Regions from separate parts of the Hordeum vulgare genome. Here regions 2 and 3 are each linked to region 1. A link is a contact called in public Hi-C data. All regions are on one chromosome and are shown on one strand. Each heading gives the region's core, a stretch centred on a gene start, on an enhancer-like site or on the middle of the called end of the contact. The rest is flanking DNA. Distances are from core to core; before and after follow the strand shown.

What was found. A called contact is a pair of places that touch in the nucleus more often than the background predicts.
Region 2: a Hi-C map of seedling shows a contact between it and region 1, with 5 times the contacts expected there. The contact joins the promoter of LOC123443764 here to the promoter of LOC123443761 in region 1. A contact is called at or near these places in 1 of 6 Hi-C or Micro-C datasets (seedling) and 1 of 1 datasets of contacts at active chromatin or transcription factors (embryo).
Region 3: a contact with region 1 is called in a Hi-C map of seedling, with 5 times the contacts expected there. The contact joins the promoter of LOC123443759 here to the promoter of LOC123443761 in region 1. A contact is called at or near these places in 2 of 6 Hi-C or Micro-C datasets (leaf and seedling) and 1 of 1 datasets of contacts at active chromatin or transcription factors (embryo).

Annotation. Positions count from the first base shown.
Region 1 is chr3H:330,807,464-330,810,026 of MorexV3_pseudomolecules_assembly, reverse strand. LOC123443761 (probable protein phosphatase 2C 6) reads right to left here and starts at 1,289. Exons shown (of 4, transcript XM_045120286.1): 1 at 1-1,289. The coding sequence starts at 548.
Region 2 is chr3H:331,638,055-331,640,617 of MorexV3_pseudomolecules_assembly, reverse strand. LOC123443764 (protein ANTAGONIST OF LIKE HETEROCHROMATIN PROTEIN 1-like) reads right to left here and starts at 1,297. Exons shown (of 1, transcript XM_045120288.1): 1 at 1-1,297. The coding sequence starts at 1,147.
Region 3 is chr3H:330,067,529-330,070,091 of MorexV3_pseudomolecules_assembly, reverse strand. LOC123443759 (formin-like protein 20) reads left to right here and starts at 1,284. Exons shown (of 1, transcript XM_045120284.1): 1 at 1,284-2,563. The coding sequence starts at 1,637.

The DNA of each region.
Region 1 (2,563 bases), core at 40-2,539:
AGTCCATCGACCATATTGTTGCCCGTGAGCATCCAGAGCGGCAGGCCGAAGAATCGCGGTACAGCAACGACCGCATCCTCCATCTCCGGCCGGCGGCCGCAAATTGATGTAAACCCCCAGAGCGGAACACATTCGACAGCGAAGACGCTCCTCCCCCCGGCCGCAACCCTCGCCTCTGCCTCGACGGTGGCCGCGGAAGCCGCCGAGTCCTCGAACACCACCGCGCCCCCCTCGACCCCCGCAGCGAAGAAGCCCAGGCCCACCCCCTCGAAATCCGCGCTGGCCACGCTGCTGCAGTCGCTGGTGACCGAGCACGGGCTCCCCGCTGCCGAGGCCTCTCCCCCTTCCCCTCCTGTTGGCAGCCCGTCGTCCGTGGTGGTTCTGACCGGCGGCACTGAAAAGGTGACCGGCACCCCCTCCATGGCCCCCGCCACAACGGCCGCAATCGGTTCCGCAGCCGCGGCGGCGATTAGAGTGAGCCCGGCCGTGGCGGGGCTAAACACAGGTGTGGACGCCACGGCGAGCGCAGCCACGTCCACGTCCTCCATCTCCTCCGGCGCCACAGGTGCCTCCAGGATCACCGCCCCGAGTCGCCTCACCACCAAAGCAGCCCATCGCTGACTCCGCTCCCTCTCCCTCTATAACTTGCTTCACATCCTCGTATGCTCACCCGCCGGCGCCGGCGCCTCATGTGCCTCCAGATCTGCGCCGATCCAGGTCGAATCCCAAGGCCTGTACCAGGCACCGCTCGACCGGGCCTATAAACAAGGGAAAATCCAAGGTCCGCGCGGATCCAAATCTCCGAATCACGGCTCACGGGCGGTGCCCTCGCGAGCAAGGAAGCTAGCTAGCGGTGCGGAACCAACGTCGGGAGCACGCGCGGGCGGGCGGGCGGGCGGGCGTGAGGAGAAAAGAGGAAGGGCAGCAGCAGCAGCAGCGGTTTAGAACTTACCAGTAAAAGCAAAGGAGTGGTGACGCCGTGAAGATGAAGGCGGAGGGGGGAAGGGGAAAGTTGACGTCCACCTCCGTGTGTGTGCGGGGACAGATGTCGAGGGGGCAGTGGGATGGGACACGCGGATCGCCGGATCGGCTGCTGGGCCTCGAGCAGCGGGCAGCCGGGGACGCGTGTCGAGTCGCCACGCCGTGCGCGTGGGGGTTACAGGTGGGCCCTGGGAAGACGTGTTCATCGGGGTGCACAGCACAGTGTAACTAGTACTCCTCCTAGTCCCAGTCCTACATGTGGTGTGCCGCCGTGCTGGCGCTGTACGGTTGGTTGGATTTGGGCTCGGGGAGCTTCTCGGCATTGCCCTGGCCTGGCCAGCAATAATGAAGGTCTAGCTTGTCGCACCTGGCCTGCTGCTTGCACGTCGGACTCACACACGTGTCCCTCCCTCCTGCTGCATGCTGTCATGGGAGTTTAGGTGTCCTCTCCTCTCTCCTCTTAGGGCATCTCCAACAGTTTGTTGATTAGGTTGTTGGTAAAATATGCCATGTCATCAGCCAACACCTTAACATACAACTACTCCAATGGGTTGTATCTAGTTTGTCCAATAAAATGTGAGGTAATAAATAAGGTGCTCTCTCATTCTACATTGGAGCTTGTGCAAGGGTGTTGGTTAATTTACATACAACCTTGTTCTCTTTCCTCATTTATTGCAATGACACATCATCAAAAATCCTATGTGTCAAAATTACCAACAACTATCTTACAACCATTGGAGATGCCCTTATAGATAATTGGATTACTTTTCATGGGATACATTAAAAAATCATTTTTCTCTCTTTATTCATCAGGTAATGACCCACTAAAAAATTATTTTTCTCTTTCCATCAAGTACAATTATTGTCAATCTAACCCTATCATCCAAACACCTCTTTGACTAAAGTTAGTTTAAGGTTAGTCATAAGTTAGAAACTAACTCTAACCTCTAGCTAAATTAGAGTATCCAAACAGGGCCAATATCACAAGCATTTCCATTTGTTACGCACAAACCGCAAAAGAATTCGCACCATTAGCCATGGGTATTATCGCCCACGCTTCCTGCTTGCGACACGTTCACCACATAAAAAGGGAAAACTGTTTCTGTTGGACGACAAGACGTGTTTTGCGTGAAGGACGTGAACATCTTTTTAGAAAGGTCATTGTCACATAAAAAGAGCGAAAAAGAAATCAAGAGAATGGCACGGCCCGAGCGCTCTTGCCGCCACGTGGTAGACGCAACTCGCGACTTGACGGGCTGGATTTTTTTGAAAGAAAGTGGTTGGTCTCGCCCCATTTTATTAAAATAAAGAAGCATACATTCTCCATACTAAAACCAACAGCTAAAACGAAAATAAAGAGAGCCCTCAGCACACGCAGAACCATATGAATCTCTACTATTAAAGTAGGATCGAACGTCGTGATGGTTCAACCTACCGATGGTTCGACCTCCCACTGATCCCACCTCGTCCCTGAACAAAAAAAAAACGAAACGACTTCGCAACCCCAGATCTCTCTCCCCCACCCCCTCCCTCGCAACCACCCCCTCTCCCCCGTCGGTCTCCATCCCCAGATTTCTCTCCC
Region 2 (2,563 bases), core at 48-2,547, 830 kb before region 1:
CGAGCACCTGATCGTCTGGCATGGAGCCCGGCCAGCCGATGCAGACGTCGGTGAAGGCGCGGTCAGGACCGACCACCCCCTGGAGCGTGATGGAGTAGGATGTCTTCTGATTGCGCTCCGTGTGCCGACGGTTGAAGTAGGCGGCGACGGAGATCTTGGGCGCGATGATAGGGATGTGCGTGGTGTACATGGCTCCGATGACGCCCGGAACGCCAAAGGATCTTTCGAAGCCCTCCTTGAATCTGCCGGCGGCGGCCTCATCGGGCCATTGGAGGAAGCGCGGCATGAGGACAGACTTGATGGCCCCGCAGACCTCGAGGACGAGCTTGTGGCATGTGGAGATGCCGAGGCCGAAGCGCTTGGAGACGAGGCGGAGCGGCTCACCGGTGGCGAGGCGCCAGATGCAGACGGCGACGCGCTGACGCACGGGGATGGCCGCGCGAAGCATGGTGTCTTCCTTAGCCACCGCGGAGCCGAGCGCATCGCAGATCATGTCGAACGTCTCCCGGCCCATCCTGAAGGCGCGCCGAAACTCTGCCTCTGGGAAATCGGGGCTGTTGCACTGGTCCCACCACGCCTGCGACCGGTCCTTGACCCACAGACGGCGTTGGTGGTGGCCTGCACGCGGCGGCGAGGCCGACGCTGCAGTGTTGGTGGCGGCCTCCTCGGCAGCCACGACGGCCGCTGCCGCTGCCGACGCCGAGAGCTGCGAGCGCCTGGAGCGCGCAGCGGCCTCAGACTCGGCGTCGGCATCAAAGCTGCCCTCCATCTTGGCGAAGTAGTCCATCATGGCCTGCGACTTGTTGTCGGCGTTGGACTCGAGAAGCGCGAGCTCGCGGCGGGAGGCATCGGCGGCCCCCGCGCTGTCGGCGTGGCCCTCGGCCTCGAGCGCGGCGAGCGAAGTTATTATGGTGGCGATGGAGCGCTTCCTTCCGTTGTTACCGGCGGGCGGTCCGTCCTTGATGGAGTCGTCCCCTCCGCGCTTCCTCCGGCGGTTGTTTGGCATCGCGGCGGCGGCGACGGTTTCGTCGAGCGCGAGCGGCGACGCGGCGGCAGCGTCCTGCAAGAAAGAGTAGTAGAAGGCGAAATCGTCTTCTGCCGCAGCACCTCCTCCGCTGCTGGGGCGGGCGCCGGATGGGGATCTCATATACGTCACGGTAGCTAGTAACGCTGGCCGGGAGCGCGGGAGTCGCGATTGGTGCGGTGGTGGGTGCGGGTCAGCGATTGAAGAGGAAACGAAACGAAACGAGAGAAACGATCGTCCTGTGATTGGTAGGTGGAGAGGCGAGGAGACTGGTGTGAAATGGGGAACGATATAAATACGCCGTGATGCGACGAGGCCGATCGATGGCGATGTGTGAACGCGGGGGTTGCTTTTTGGACAAGGAAGGGGAGGCAGGAAAGCGAGACCGGCCCGCGCCTGCGCCGCGCTGGTGTGGAGCAGGAGCAACCAGGAAGGTGGCCGCGCCCCGAGGACGCGGTGTGGCGGGTGGGCACCCACCGGCTGACAGCGAGCGGGTGCGGGTGCGTGCCGCGGTTCACGCGGTTTCGCAGATCCGCACGACACCGCGTGGACTGGACTCCTCCTCTCCTCGACACGGCGCGGCGCGGTGGGGAATGGAGACTAGCGGACGAACGTGGTCAATGGGATGACATGCCGGCGTGGCACCATCATCCTCACGTGCGAGCTGGTAAACTGGAGGAGTACTGTACGTACAAACTGTCAAAATTTGCTGGTGCAGTGCTGCTAATGAATACGAGCCATACAGTCCCCGCAATTAAAAAAAACGAGCCATACAGTCCCCGCAAAAAAAAAAAAACGAGCCATACAGCGGTGAGATCGAGAGCTGGGCCGGCCACGGTGATCGAGAAACCGCGGCGGCATGGCGTCCTTTCGTCGTGTCGCTGACGTTTTTGGCAAGGCTCAAGGACCCACAGTCATCTATCTGGATTGTTCATCGGTTCAAGCGTTCCGGTTCTCTCTTGGGCGTCTCCAATGACGTCACTCAATTTTACTGCAAACAACATGGTGCCACAAACGTGTGCAGAGATCCTGCTAACCGACCATAAATGGAAAGGTAAAACTTTTCAAAGCACCTGCAACCTCTCGACCCAAACGGACGTGCATATTTTATTTAATTGGATTGTGTTTGCTTTTGTAATTGAATCGCCGCTTGCTTCCAACGCGGACAATGATCCATTTTTAGGTGTAGCAAAAAAAAAATAGACAATTTTAAAATAGAGAAACCATTGTTAAAAATTTAATGCCGGCCTCGAAGGCCGGCGATAGTCCACATTACATTAAATGTAAAATTAAGTAAACTAAAATGAGGAGACGCGTTGCCCTAGACATTCTTCTCGTCGTCGTCGTTTGGACCGGTGAGGTCGACGAGGGTCAGCGTCGGGCCAGCCCAGGGAAAGGCCGTCTCCTAAGCGACAACGACGTCGTTCGCTGGTGGTTGCACCGACGCTCGGTGGGCAGCACGTCGCTCCTTCTCCTCAGCTTCGGCCTCGCACTCCATCTGCTCGATCCGTCGGGCCTCTACGTCCTCTTCTCTCACCC
Region 3 (2,563 bases), core at 35-2,534, 740 kb after region 1:
AAGCTTCTTTTGAGGAGAAAATGGTGGACGTACTCGGCCGGATATCAGGAAGGGAGGGAAGAAATTTAAGTAAGTGCTACTGCTACTCCCATGATGATGAGATGATCCAACCAAGATGGATTTGTATGGCCCTGTCGTTGCGTGAATGATGAGCCAAGAGGAAGAGGGGCCATGCCCACTATTTCCATTTGCTCCGCTGTAAGCCACAGCTAGCTAGATCGTTGCTTGCCGATGGATCATGACCACCTCCCAAAACAAGCCCTGGGGAGCCAACAAGAGCCACTTTCAGTACGAGTAATCCACAGAAATAGGCCGAATTCCCGCCAGCTAGCTCGCCCGCCGCATGGAGAATGTGTTGCATGTCTTAGAAAAACCCCTTGCTTCCAGTTCTGGATTGGAAGGCTAAGTTTCCTTGAGTTTTGTTGGCCTTTGAGGGTGAGAAGATAACAAACTCCGGCTGGCATCAGTTGCTGAATTGGACGGAGCATTTCCGGAAGAAAACACGCGCCACGCCACGCCACGCGCCGGGACGTTACAACTTAAAAGCTTGTTGCAACAGCTAGCGCACACATACATTGCTTGCTTCAGGCTTCAGCTCACAACAACCAGCACGCCACATCTGGGAACACAAGTCGTTTTCTTTTATCTTTTGTAAAATAATAAAAACATAAGTCACTAGACATGTACTACTAGTAAGTTTCCATTTCGTAAACCGAAGAAGCAGACCAGATTAGAGACCCTGTAAGAGCATCTTCAACAGTTCGTATGTTCAATCGTTGGTATAAGTGTCCACATCAACAACCAACAGCACATCATACAAGCTCTTCAATGAAGTGTATGTTAATCGTATGTAAAATAACTAAGCGGATCCACTAAACATGGAAGAAATAACCATACTTGTCTCGGAGCTTGTGGGTGAACCGTTGCTTCAAGTTCATACGATTTCATTCTCTCTCTTCTTTTATTTTGCGTCATGTCATCAAAATCATCTATGTGGCAATTTACCAACGATGATCATACAACCATTGAAGATGCCCTAAGTACAATTGGTAAGATTCATTCATTTCCAAATTGTACATTCCGCAGGCCCACGATTCAGTTTGGCACAGACTAATTAATCAAACACTGGGATGCAACTAGTACACTAGTGTACTTGGCACCGAAGGTTCGTTGGCACGCGAAAGAATTTTAAGCGCGTAATTGGTACCAGTACTCCTCCTACCAGTAGACAGTAGTGGTGTGCTGGATTAAGAAAAGATTGACGTTCACCTAGTCCAACGCATTACACTAGACTCTCAAGTGCCCAACGATCAATCATTCATTCCCCGTTTTCTTCAACCAAAATCATTTTGATTCCGTGCCGCATAATATAACCGGACAAACAACTTAAGCATGTCCTATCAAAAAAAAAAAAACTTAAGCATCTACTCACCTCAACACACCTCACGTATATAACCAGCCAAGAAGAAAGCAGACGCAGACACAGGAGGCCAGCAGATTAGCGAGACAGAGAGAGATTCAAAAAGCTTGACACGAACCATTAGTTGCTGCTGCTGCTTTGGCCTTTTTGCGCTTTTGGCTTTCGCATCTCAACCGTGCGAGAAATCGACACGGCCGGAAGCTGCTGCTGCGCGCGATGGAGGAACAAAGGACCGGTTCCAGCGCTGTCGCCACGGGTCCTAGCACCTCCTCCTCCTACTCCACCGCCGACGCCGACGCCGACGACAATGGCGCCGCCGGCGGCGCCAAGGTCTGGGTCCTCGTCCTCCTCTTCTCCCTGCTCGTGCTGCTCTTGCTCCCCTCCGCGGTGCGCCGAGGCGGCGGCGGCTTCCAGCGTGGAGGGATTACCCTCAAGAGCGGCTGGGACGTCGTCAACCTCTGCCTCGTGCTCTTCGCCATCCTCTGCGGCCTCCTCGGCCGCGGCGGGGGCGACAACGATGGGGAGGCCCCCGGCGCCGCGGTGCCTGCGCCCAAGAGCCATCCTCTGGTGTCCTCGGCGGCGGTGGCCACGCCGGAGCCGTCCACGGAAGACGTGTGGGCGAGCCTCAACAACTCCTACACCAACCACAACGCACACACGGGGATCCGGCGGATGAAGAGCAGCAGCTCCTACCCCGAGCTGCGGCTGGACAGCGACGGCGTCTGGGGCCTCGCGTCACCGGAGTTGGCCTGGCGCTCGTACGACGACGCCGAGCTGTACAGGACCCGGCGAGAGGAGCGGCCCGACAGGACCCGCGGCGTCGATCGGTCGCTCAGGAGGACGTCGTCGGATGTGAAGACGATCCCGGTGGACACCTACGAGGTGCTCCCTCAGGGTGCGAGGAGGCGGAGGCGGAGCGTCGAGAGGCTCCCCAAGATGGTTGAGGTGGAGGAGGAGAGGATTCATCCCACGCAGATTCTCGCTACACCGGCGAGGAGCAGGAAGTGGAGCCCGGAAGAGCTGGGCGCTACGCTCTCGGGGATGGCGTCCGCACAACTACCACCTGCCCCGCCGCCGCAGCCTCGCCGTCGCCGCCGCAGCCTCCCCGAGATGGTTGAGGTGGAGGAGGAGAGGACGCATCCC